Linked DNA regions of Danio rerio: region 2 is linked to region 1. A link is a contact called in public Micro-C data. All regions are on one chromosome and are shown on one strand. Each heading gives the region's core, a stretch centred on a gene start, on an enhancer-like site or on the middle of the called end of the contact. The rest is flanking DNA. Distances are from core to core; before and after follow the strand shown. Region 1 holds the start of dipk2b (divergent protein kinase domain 2B). Region 2 has its middle 8.3 kb from the start of dre-mir-221.

Region 1 (6,892 bases), core at 1,913-4,412:
TATATATATATATATATATATAGGTGAAATAATTAAATACATAGAAACAAACAAACAAAGACAGAAACCATTGGCATTAATGATTTCATCAAGAATGAATAATTATTCCATTCCAGATGGTTCTTTAAACATCATGTGCAGGTTTACAGTCTTTAGATTTGTACCATAATGCTCTTCATTTAGGAAAAAGAAAAACAATACTGAGCTATTTTAAGGACCTAATGTGAAAACAGCTCATTTTCGTTTTACAAAAACCTATTTTATAATATCTAAATATTATGTAGGCTACTGCTAAAAGCTTATAAGCTTGTCTTATGCAACCATGAGGTCTTTATTTGTAATAGAAAAAGCAGTTTCATTTAGAAAGATTTTGGTTTAGTCACTTAGTCAAACTGCGCTTCCTCTCGTCCCGGGACTGATGATTAATACGCGGTGAGTCAAATGCGCGGTGAACTATTTATGTACCCTATATAGAGTCAAGAGCAGTTACCCTCTCAGTGCCAGGCGGGTCAATGCTACACAACACTTCTAGGGGCAGAAATTGGTATACCGATTACTTAATTTTATTTACTAATTGTTTTTTTATGTTTGTTTGTTTACGATGAGCTCTAGCTAAGTACATCGAAGGAAAATATAGGCTATCACGCAAGACCTGAAGATGGATGAATAAAGGGAGTAAGTCTTGTACAAGTTGTTGTCTATATTCTAAATAACTTTGGACAACACTCCGTTAAATGGTAATATACCCTAACATGGTTAAGATTAGACACACAAAAAACGAAGTATATAACTAAAAAAATTCCACCGTTATCTCATACACTGTTTTATTTTTATTAGGTCAAAGTTGAGCAATAGCTATAACCGCCATTCATATTAAAGTTTTTTTTTCCTACAGAAAATGATTCATCGTCGACACAGACTTGAATAACAGACTGTGTTAGTTATCCTAAATTTACCCCACTTCCTACAATAATTTAACGATGTTTTCCTGTGGTCGGATGACTAGACCAAAGAAAACTTCCAGAATGTACTCCCACATATTGATATTTTCCTTTAATCTTAAATAATCTCTGGTGTTCTCCATACAGCTGTGAATCAGCGCAAGTAAAAACACAAGCATGTTTAACACGGACTGTGAATCACACGTGTGACTAACGCAACTAGAATAAAATTTAATCTTTCGTTTTCAAATGCATTCAGTCAGTTTTACAAATCTCACCACTGACATCTATTGCCCGCTTAGTGTCACAGCTTGTCTTAAACCAGAAAAGATGTGTTTTTTTTTTACAAGGTCGACACTCTTTAAAATGAAAGGCATCGTCCACAAAGAACCTTTAACTTAAAACCTTTTCATTGCTCAAAATGTTTTTCAGATTTTTAAAAATGTTCCTTTCGTTAAAATAAATGAAGGTTTGAAGGTTCTTAGGGAACAAAAAAAAGGTTCTTCAATTGCATCTCATGCACAACCATTTTTTGTTTTGGTGCAATACTAACATAACCATATATAAGCCATATACAGGGCCAGACAGAATCTGTCGACATTTTCTGCGCAAAATTTTGTAAAGAAAAAATTTGCAGGTTTATGCGTAATGATTATGGGCGTATCATTACTAAAAACCTAGTTTTTTATATATTATTTGTATTTTTTTTACTGAAAACTTGGAAATGAATGAATTAATAAAATAGTTTGTTTTTTCATATTAAATTAGATTGAAACCGTGATACAATTAAAGCTGTACATTGTTAATATGGCAAGCTTTTAAAAGAAGTTTGTAATTGGGGACAGTTGCAACAGCATGTCCTAACACTATCAACCCTGATTAAACTGTTTATGCTAGGGAGAAACAATAGCTTTATCTATTGACAGCTATAACTACACTGTAAAACCCAACAGTCAACTTTATCAAATGAAATGATTGTAGTTAACTCATAATTTACTGAAAGTCATTTTTACCCATTTGAAAAGAGTTTTGAACTCAGTGTTGAAGGTAATGACTTAATTGAATACCTCAGTGATTCAACTTAAATGGAGTTAAGTTCACAGTACTCATATAGATTCATTTTTGAACTTAATTGGTTTGTTGCAATCAGTTTCCTCAAATGGTTTGAGTTACTTTGACTTTTGGGGTTTTACAACATATTTAAAGCTAAGAAAACAGTGATTTAAATTATACGAATGAATAATGTTTCTCAAAAACAGATTAGACGGAATGAAAAAGTTTCTAAACATTAAATAATAACTTTTTTTTTTAATCTGGCTGATTTCTCTCAAACTGAAGGAGGGTCTAATTGACAATATGAACACTGTAAAACCCAAAAAGTAAAGGCATTACAAAACATTCAAGGAAACTGATTACAACAAACCATTTGAGTTAAAAAAAAAAAAAAAAAACTAATTTATATGATTACTGTGAACTTACTACATTTAAGTTGAAGAAATTTTTTAATTAACGCATTACCTTCAACACTGAGTTCAAAACTCTTTTCAAATGAGTAGAGTTACCTTTCAGTCAATTTTAAGTTAACTACACTCTTTTCTATTGATAAAGTTGACTGTTGGGTTTTACAGTGTAGTATAAATATCATCATTCTAGCTCATACCTGAATGAGGAATAAATCTGGCTGCAACTGCCATGTTGCAACAGTCCCCATTCTCCCCTACACAATAAGCAACAAGCTTACATCATAGCCTCCATTCAGTTCAGCAAGCAGATTACTCAACATATTTGATCCAATTCTATATTAAATTGTTCAGATTTGGCAGTTCCATAAAATAATAACAACGAAACCTGAAATTTCTATTAAACAGCAGTAGTAATTCAAATCTAATTCAACATTCTGTTCACTGCATATAACTTTTGACGTACAGACATTTTGTTGGTGGAAAGAAACAGGTTCTGGAGCAGTGGTTGAACAAAATAAATAATTAATCAGAGTCTTTTTAGGTGGTTTGAATAATTTGCATATTCTCAAAATGGTTTAATTATTTTAAAATAACTTAATGGATAAAACAGGCCTTCCAACCTTTGTGTGTACGGCTTTGAAATCGGACTGTGCAGGAGGAAGTATCACCATGACGACAAGGGTTATCTTTGTTCCCCATATGTTTCCTGTCTAAGTGAGGCGTTTAGTGCAGGGGACATAACAGATATACTACAGCTGACACTTAAGAGGTGCCACTTCACTGTGCTGGTGTGCTCACGTTTAGTCTGCAGGTTTTTTAATCACATTGGGAGGGCATTATGGCACTGTGACTCTGGGGTTTATGATGCAGTGATGGCAGGGATATGGTCAGGGGTTTGGATATTGTGTTTCATATTAGTATTTGGCACAGCAGACCCATCACCAGCACCCCAAGACAAATCACATGACTTCAGAAAGATCTTCTTGGGTTTGGATAAATGCAACGCCTGCATTGGAACATCCATTTGCAAGAAGTTTTTCAAGGATGAAATAAGGTAAACTGGAATATTTCACATTTCCGCAGAGAACAATTCACTTTTTATAAAGTTATTCATATTGTAGGATAAATGCAACAAAGTAATCAAATCTTTGGATAAAAAAGTAGATTAAGATAAAAAAGTTCTGTATCATAGCACATCTGGTAAAAAAACAAAAACAAATCATGTATATAGTCAATAGTCACTGATCCTATATAATATACTCAAGTACACAGCACAATTAGAAAAGATAAAAAAGCACTTCATGAAGTTCATACTTTTAACTAACTTTTTTCTTGTATGTATATAATACAAGATGATAATATTTCTTCTTTTGGAGTAAGTCTTATTTGTTTTATTTTGGCTAGAATAAAAGCAGTTTTTAATTTTAAACACCATTTTAAGGTCAAAATTATTAGCCCTTTTAAGCTATATTTTTGTGATTGTCTACAGATCAAACCATCCTTCTACAATAACTTGCCTAATTACCCTAACCTGCCTAGTTAACCTAATTAACCTAGTTAAGACTTTAAATGTCACTTTAAGTTGTGTAGAAGTGTCTTGAAAAATATCTAGTTAAATATTATTTACTGTCATCATGGCAAAGATAAAATGAATTAGTGATTAGAAATGAGTTATTAAAACTGTTATGTGTTGAAAAAAAAAAAAAAAAATCACACAAGGCCTCTCCTATAAATGAGCATTGAAAGTATGATCGCCGGACCTATGGTTTCTGTGCAGTATTGCCAAAAGTGTCAGGAGTAAAAATGTTTACCCCACCAGCGGGGCAAGTTGTAACAGTGAGAGGGTTAGTTGTAAAACATGCTTTAAAAGTCAGATTTCACACAATTAGTTTAAATTCAGTTTACTTTAAATAGTATATTTTCTTAGTACTTAACTTTTTTATTGAATCTACATAGCAAAGCATGTTTAAATATTTTTTAGATAAACACATTTGGATTTATTTACATTTACATTTACATTTAGTCATTTAGCAGACGCTTTTATCCAAAGCGACTTACAAATGAGGACAAGGAAGCAATTTACACAACTAAGAGCAACAATGAATAAGTACTAAAGGCAAGTTTCAGGTCTGTAAAGTCTAAGAAGGGAAGTGTTAGTAATTTTTTTTTTTTTTTTTTTTTTTTTTTTTTTTGTACAGTTAGTGTGATATTCAAATAGGCAATTGCAGATTAGGAAGTGAAGTGGAGACTAAATAGTTGAGTTTTTAGTCGTTTCTTGAAAATAGCGAGTGACTCTGCTGTTCTGATGCAGTTAGGGAGTTCATTCCACCAACTGGGCAGATTGAGCGTGAGCATTCGCGAAAGTGATTTTTTTCCTCTTTGGGATGGAACCACGAGGCGACGTTCATTCACAGAACGCAAGTTTCTGGAGGGCACATAGATCTGCAGAAGTGAGTGCAGATAAGAAGGTGCTAGGCCAGAAGTCACTTTGTAGGCAAACATCAGAGTTTTGAATTTGATGCGAGCAGCAACTGGCAGCCAGTGCAAACGGACTAGCAGCGGAGTGACATGTGCTCGTTTAGGTTCATTGAAGACAACTCGTGCTGCTGCATTCTGGAGCAGTTGAAGAGGCTTGATAGAGTTAGCTGGAAGCCCAGCTAGTAGAGAGTTGCAGTAATCCAGTTTGGAGAGAACAAGAGCTTGAACAAGGAGTTGAGCTGCATGTTCAGATAAGAAGGGTCGGATCTTTCTCATGTTATAGAGTGCAAATCTGCACGATCGAGCAGTTCTAGAAATGTGGTCAGTTCTAGAAATGTGGTATTTGCATCATTATCCAGTCTATTATCCAGGCTTGCAGTCACAGCATTTCAAAATGTTTTCATCTTTTAGCCTAGAAGACAGTAATTACAACATTATAAGATTTTACGTACATACTTTCACAATTCTCTTTCAATAAAAAATATCCATAGGATATTAAAAATACTTTTACGCTACATAAATGGTTTCTCCTGTGTTTCTCATCCAGATTTTGCCAAACTTTTTAAAAAATTGTCAGGAAGACATCTGCTGACACTGTGGTGAAAACCTCGGAAGACTGGTTAGCCATGGTTAACCCTGAGCAAATACCCTAAAACTCTGAGTTACATTTTACCCCGCATCATTTACAGTATATATGCATATGCATACAAGAAGACATAGTTCAAAATATAAACATCATGAAGTACTTCTTTTTTTATCTTTTCTAATTTCTTAAAAGCAAAAATAAGTGTTTTACTTTATTTTGTCCACTGTAGATTTTTATTGACTTAGTAACTTTGCAACTACTTGTCAACTAACTTAAAATAAACTAACAGGGTTTTTTAATCAATAGACATTTTATATGACTATAATTATCTTAGAAAATTGATGTCAACTAACTGACAGAAAAGAAAAAAAACTGTGAATAAACATTAAAGAGTGACAATGTAGAGTTTTAGATTGTATTAATAGAGGCTTGGACTAGTAGAATACGTTAACAGATATTCTGCTGACTACTTTGCAACATAGCTATGACTCAAATTAGACTATTGGTAGACTTTTAGATGAGGGTTAATATACACTACCTGACAAAAGTCTTGTCGTCGATCCCAGTTGTAAGAGCAACAAATAATAATTTGACTTCTAGTTGATCATTTAAAAAGTGTCAGAAGGTAGATTTTTCGGATGAATCATCTGTTGGAATCTAATGGAACCCGCATGGACCCAAGATTCTCATAGAAATCAGTCAAGTTTGGTGAAGGAAAAGTCATGGTTTGGGATTACATTCAGTATGAGGCATGCAAGAGATCTGCAGAGTGTATGGCAACATCAACAGCCTGAGGTATCAAGACATTTGTGCTGCCTATTAAATTGCAAACCACAGGAGAGGGAAAATTCTTCAGCACAATAGCTCTCCTTATTCTTCAGCCTAGACATCAAAGTTCCTAAAAGCTAAGAAGGTCAAGGTGCTCCAGGATTGGCCAGCCTACTCATCAGACATGAACATTATTGAGCATGTCTGGGGTAAGATAAAGAAGGAGGCATTGAATATGAATCCAAAGTATCTTGATGAACTCTGGGAGTCTTGCAAGAACGCTTCCTTTGCCATTCCAGATGACTTTATTAGTTATTTGAGTCATTGCAGAGATGTATGGTAAAATAAGCACAATCTAGAGGCCTTTGCCTCACATAAACCACTTCTGATAGCAAATGATCTACTAGATGTCAAGTTATTATATGTTGTTCCTAAAACTTGTATAGGTGACAAGACTTATGTCAGGTAGTGTATTGTAGTAATATATATGCATGTATATGTCTATTTATATATAAATGAACTGCTAAACTAACTATACACAGCTGTTTTCTGGTGATTTAAAGTGCTTCTTTCTGTTTGGATAAAAACAATCTACTAAATAAATAGATGTAAATGTAGATACATGGATTATAAATAACTCTCCAACCACTTCTACT
Region 2 (6,886 bases), core at 4,109-6,608, 34 kb before region 1:
TAAAGATGAATATTGTGCAAAAGGGGGATCTAAGGTTTTCATGTTGTGCAAAATTATTGTGCACTATTTAAAGTGGAAGCAAGCAGTACAACATGATTGTGGTACATTTATAGTGTACATCGCTTTCCTTATTGAGTTCCTGTAAGATGGAGCTTAGATAAAGTGTCAGGTGCATAAGAGAAAAGTGTTTCTACAGGTGGTTTGTCAAACCCACTCACGTGTATGAGTGTTATGCCTTTTATTATAAGCAATTCCAGCTTGAACAAACATCAACAGATTTGTTTTCATTAACAGTTTGGGGGGAAAGCACAAATTCTGTAAATAATATTAATGGTCACACTTTATTTGATGGTCCGTTTTTGAATTTAAATTACATTGCTACTAATTCTCATTAGATTATAAGTAGATTGTTAAATCGGGGTTAAGGTTAGTGTAAGTTGACATGTACTTGCAAAGTTTCTTATAGTCAGGTAAATATCTGTTGAAGGAGCAGAATCAGTAGATATTAAGCAGACAGTCTAATATTACTCAAGTGGACCATCAAAATAAAGTCTTACATTAATAATTTAAGGAACTAAAAATTAAAAAGATTAAAAATATTTCATGGTGGGGCAGTGGTTAACAAGAAGGTCGCTGGTTCGAACCCCAGCTGGCATCAGGCATTTCTGTGTGGAGTTTGCATGTTCTCTCTCTCTCTCTCTCTGTGTGTGTGTGTGTGTGTGTGTGTGTGTGTGTGTGTGTGTGTGTGTGTGTGTGTGTGTGTGTGTGTGTGTGTGTGTGTGTGTGTGTGTGTGTGTGTGTGGGTTAAAACATATGCTGGTTGGTGGCCCTGATTAATAAAGGGGCCAAGCCGAAAAAAAATTAATGAATGAAAGAGTTTAATGATTTTCTTATTATTAATATATATATACCATTTATAAACAATTATAAAAACATTTTATCCAAAATAAAAGACAATAAATAAATGGACATTAAAATAATGACAAATAAATACAATTTCATTTAAAATGATTGATTAAAACTTGAAACTAAATCTACTACATAAATAACAAAATATAGTACTATATTCATTAATAGTATAATTATGTACAAAATAAATAACAACTATTTTTAATTTGCAAATAACATTTTCTTTTATTTAAAAATATTAATTTAATTTGTAATGATTGGTTGGTTCCCAGTGCTGGGCTGCAGTTGGAAGAGCATTCGCTGTGTCAAAGTGTAATATGCTGGTTAAGTTGGTGGTTCATTCCGCTGGAGTGACCCATGAAGAATAAAGGGATTAAGCCTAAGGAAAATGAATGAATGAATGTAACTATTGGTGCCCATAGGCTGCTTTTAAATGTAATAGGCTTCCAATTACAGTAAGATTTAATATATGTAACTAAATGATGTAATGCTATCTCTTGTAACCAGTTACTCCCCAATACCTTTCATAAAATTTTACATTTTATCAGTTTGTTTGGTAACACCTTAATTTAAAATGACGTATTTACACAAATATTACATGCACACATTATTTTTAGCAATAAAAAAAACGTATGCTGGATCACATCCTTTGTTCTTTTAGCATTACTAAGTAACAATTCTAGTTTTATAAATGCTTGAACTGAGTTTTAAGCTGTTTTCTGTTTTCATTTTAGAGATTTAACTATTTCTGGGCTTTTTTAAACAGTCCCACATGGATCTGCTAAGATGGCTAAAGTTGTGTTTTTGTATTGACGCAGACGTTGATATTGCTTTCAAAAACTTTTCAAAATGTCATGTTGTGTAAAAGTAAAAGCCAAAAAACATAATTCATTTCCCTTCGGCTAATTTTCATTCATTCATTTTTCTTTCTGCTTAGTCCCTTTATTATTCAGGGGCCACCACAGCTGAATGAACCGCCAACTTATCCAGCATATATTTCATGTAGTGGATGCCCTTCTAGCCGCAATCCAACACTGGAAAACACCCATACACTCCCACATTCATACACACACATACTCATACACTAAGGCTTATTTTCATATTATCAACATTTTCGTTTCGGCTTAGTCCCTTTATTTATCAGGGGTCGCTACAGCGAAATGAACCACCAACTATTCCAGCATTTGTTTTACACAGCGGGTGGCCTTCCAGCTGCAACCCAGTATTGGGAAACACCTAAACACTCTCACATTCACCCACAAATACTACGGCCAATTTAGTTTATTCAGTTCACCTAAAGCACATGCTTTTGGACTGTGGGGGAAACCCACGCGAACACAGCATGCAAACTCCACACAGAAATGTCAACTGACCCAGCTAGGACTCAAACCAGCAACCTTCTTGCTGTAAAGCGACAGTGCTAACTACTGAGCCACTTTGTAACCCCAAAAAACTATTTTAAACTTAAGTTTCATATAAAAATATCTGAGGTTTTAATATGCTAATTATAAATATCTAAACGTAAATTACATCCTAGCGAGCACGTGTGAGTAATTATTATTCAGTATGACCTTTTTTGTAACTACGCTGTAATAATGTCACATAAAAAAATAAAGGTGTAATCGTCTTTCTTTTTTCCCCTCATAATCAAACACCTGTTGCGCTACAGGAAGCCTCATATCTGCAAATTAGCAGTTATTAAATCACAAATGGCCGCCGCGCGCTTGTTTTTCACACAGACGAGAACACTTCTGTTGTTTGTGAGCTGAATCTCTGACGTCGCAGCGCTCCAGTGATTCGCCGAGAGCAGTTGATTCGCACTAACATTTCCAGAGGGGAAAGTGTCCAGGCTCAAGTATTCCAGTAATGTAAACGTCTGAATAGCGTGTAATGGAAGTAAATGGCTGCTTTGATATGTGGTGCGGTGTGATGACATCAGCGGGGGTCCCGCGGGGCCACGGCTGGCCTGCTGTGGAATGATAATTGATGGGCTTCCCTTGGGTAACGGCGAGAACTGATAGCGGCAGATTAAGCCCGTTTATCTGGCCATCGGGACGCGTTTACACGGCTCTTCTCCAGCGGAGGGTGAAGGTCGACCCTCGACACTGACGTCACTCCATCAGGAGATCCGCACCGCCAACAACTATCTCTCACTGCAAATCACACACACACACGCACGCGCACGCACACGCACACACACACACACGCACACACACACACACACACACACACACACACACACACAAACATACTGTATGTGTCAGGCTACTGTATGTGTATGTATGTAAAGAAAACATAGATAAAAACGTTTCTTTTATAGCATTTTCCAATTAATGTTTGTGGATTTTAACAACAGTTTATACTTTTAATGGTCATTTTCCTAAAATTAGATTTTCTCCTGCTCTGAGCCATATATATTCACTTTGGCAGCACTTTTTTATTATTTATTTATACCGTTTTATTTATATCTGTATAGTTTGTGACTTATATAAGGCTAACCTGCATCATTAATATTCTAAAGGTTTTTATTGAGGGATAAGTCTATATTATATGCCTCATTATTTCCATTCAATTTTACAAAAAAAATGAGGCTATTTGTAGTATACAGTGCTCAGCATATTTGTGTGCACCATATTTTGAAAATACATATTTTTATTAATTTCTCAGTGAATATAGGCAATGTATTTTGGTGCATTTAAAGAAAACAGATATATTAATTAAAATAATATGTTACCAAACGTATTTAGAAATTGAAAAATAATTGAAAATTAAAAATAAAATGACAACCCACAAAATTTCAACTAAATTCTTTCCATTTTTTATTTTTATTTCATATTTATTTTATTTTTCATTTATTTCATAATTATTATTAATAATGGTAATAGTAATAAAAGCAATAATGACTGGAGTAATAATTTCCTTTGAAACTTTATAAAATAAGAAAGTTATTTAATTTTTTTATAAATATTTAACAATAAATTTTTAATAAAAAAATGCCTCAATGAAAATAATAATTTTCTTTAAAAAAAACATAAATAAATAAATAAATAAAACTGACTTTTGACTGGTAAGTCTATTAATTTTGCAACAAACATGGTTTTAAATAGATGCCTAAAGGCTTTCTAAATTTAACAGATTAAGGAACAGGGCCGCACAATATATCCTTTCAGCATCAATATCGCAATGTGATCATTCGCAATAGTCACCTCACAAGATTTGCAATGTTGAGTATGATTTATAATTTGCATGTTTCAATTGTAACCTTTTCTTTATTGCATTTATCTATGCTTGTAATTTGCTTAGTATATTTGATGCAGCTGCACTCCTATAGAATTTTCCCAATCAATCTAAAATGATCAATTCATTCATTCATTTTCTTTTTGGCTTAGAGCCTTTATTAATCAGGGGGTTGCCACAGAGGAATGAACCACCTACTTAACCAGCATATGTTTTACACAGCAGATGCCCTTCCAGCTGCAACCCATCACTGGGAAACACCCTAAAATAATCAATTCATTCTGCAAGCGTCATTACTTGTAAGCAGTTACTCCACAAAACTGTACAAAAATGCCTTTGAAACAGTTTTTAACCTGACGTCATCCAATGCTCCAACTGTTGTGCTAGACTTCTATGTAAATAAATTAACACATATTTCATTAAATAATGTCTCATTTGCATATATAAAATAAAATGTGTGGCCCTGGACCACAAAGCCATGCATAAATTGTGATTTAACTGAGATTCAACTATTTGAAAATCTGTAATCTGAGGGTTTCTAAAAAAAATAAATGAAGTGCTCAGCAATGCACACCACCAATCAAACATGTCATTTTGATATATTTGTGGCTAAAAATGTATAAAATATCTTTCAAAGAACATGATCTTTGCTTAATATAAATTATTAAAAATATTTTTTTGGTGAATATCAAAAGCTTTGACCCGTGCAATGTATTTTTGGTTATTGCAGCAAAAGTAGTTTGTGGTCACATTTTAGAACACTGATAATTGAAAAATAAATTTAAAAAAACTATAGGGAAGTACAGTGATCACTATTAGTTGTTGTTTTTTACCCTATTGACCTGCAGTGTTTGCCATAATCTCAGTCTTTCCCAACACCACATACAAGAGTAAATCTGTTCAAATGCATTACTAAAATCTTCTCCACCTCAAAAACAGTTCTTGTATTGGACTTTAATGTGCTACTATATAGAAAAGCTACATTTAAGCAAAGCGAGAGAACCCAAGCATGCACTTGACATGTGGCTTACATAGGGCTATTAGTTCACACGCTTGGATGTGTCTTTACACGAGGCATTAAGAAGCACTTTAGAGATTTTCTTTGGCGTGCAAATGTGCTGGATAATAAAAAACACACATTAAAAGAGTGCTCACGGGAGCGTTGTGTTTTCCCTTTGTACCTGGGTGACTCATAGAGAATCTCTTGATATCGGCACAGCTTATGTGGACCTTAGTGCCAAGGGCAGATTAGAAACTGACGAAAGTTTCTGCATTTCGCTTGGTTCCATCTGCTTGCTGGCAGTGCCATGGAGACCAGGCCTGGATTCCTGGACGGAGAGCGCTTGGTGCGAAAAACTGCCTCTCTCCAAATGCTCTGAAACAAGAGCCAATGATTATATAGGCAAATAAATCCTTTTCATTTTTTAAAATTGTGTTAATACTTCTGGAGGTTGTTGCTCAAAAGCAAACCATTTCCCTCAAGACATTACTAAATGTTCTACAAATGTGATTTGGAAATCAGCTCTGACTAGAATTACACATTTTAGTTTCATAATAGAACATTAAATCAGTTAAACAAATGTCAGTTTATTAAGAATACTTATTATTGCACTGAATTTCATTAACCTAAAATAAAAAAGCATTTTTTAGTTTATGTTATTTAATAAATATACCATCACTGTTCAGTTATAGCTGCATAAACATTCATCTTATTATTATTATTTATTTTTTTTTACATTTTTTTAATGAATTGCATCTGATAACATTAGGTAATTTTCTTAACATGAGCATTTTTATCATTTATGCTCCTGTTTGTGAGGCGAAGTAAATGACAGATTTCTTTCAGAAATAGATTACATAGATGTGCTAAAAATGTTGGTACTACATTATTTTTAAGTATAGTTATCCATTTATTAATTGTTTTATCGCCACATTTGGAGCATAGACTTGAAAGCTACATTCATAATTTAAACCTTGTAAATCTTGAATGCTTCAAAGTAAAGACTTAAATTATAAAGAAGACATTTCACAAGTGGAAAACTGTAAAACAGTAAATTAAAATAAAAAAACAACGTTTATAGCAGGTCAGCAGCCAGGGGAGGTTCAAATGGTTCGAAAAACCCACCCCTCACTGACAAAGGTAAAACATTTGTCCCACTACCCTCTTTTGTCTTATTTTGACAGCTATGTCATCATACAGCTTGTCAAAATTATTAACCCCCTTGAATCATTAGCTATTTCTAACAATTTTTCAACACATTTCTAAACATAATAGTTTAAAACAACTTTTTTTAATTTTGTAAATTTTTAATTACAGATTTATTTTATCTTTGCCATGATGACAGTAAATAATATTTGACTAGATATTTTTCAAGACACTTCTACACAGCTTAAAGTGATATTTAATGGCTTAAGTAGATTAATTAGGTCAACTAGGCAGGTTAGGGTAATTAGGCAAATTATTGTATGATGATGGTTTGTTCTGTAGACTTGAAAAAAATATATAGCTTAAAGGGGCTAATCCTTTTGACCTTAAATTTGGTTTTGAAAAATTAAAAACTGCTTTATTTTAGCTGAAATAAAACAAATAATACAAAGAAGAAATAATATTATCAGACATACTGTAAAAATTTCTGTGCTCTGTTAAACATCATTTGAAATATTTAAAAAAGGAAAAAAATCAAAGGGAGGCTAATAATTCTGACTTATTCTGATTAAAAATGACCAATATAAAGGTGTG

What was found. A called contact is a pair of places that touch in the nucleus more often than the background predicts.
Region 2: a Micro-C map of caudal fin shows a contact between it and region 1, with 3 times the contacts expected there. The contact joins the enhancer-like site here to the promoter of dipk2b in region 1. A contact is called at or near these places in 2 of 18 Hi-C or Micro-C datasets (caudal fin and an unstated tissue).

The regions. Positions count from the first base shown.
Region 1 is chr9:35,564,308-35,571,199 of GRCz12tu, reverse strand. It overlaps dipk2b (divergent protein kinase domain 2B), which reads left to right and starts at 3,162. Exons shown (of 5, transcript XM_692604.10): 1 at 3,162-3,458. The coding sequence starts at 3,277.
Region 2 is chr9:35,600,258-35,607,143 of GRCz12tu, reverse strand. No RefSeq gene overlaps it. Among named protein-coding and RNA genes, the nearest start is that of dre-mir-221, 8.3 kb to the left of the region's middle. Within about 2 kb of position 5,358, at least 1 of the 62 cell types and tissues checked has an H3K27ac peak or open chromatin away from gene starts, as enhancers often do. A contact at or near this core is called in caudal fin, where this site is marked.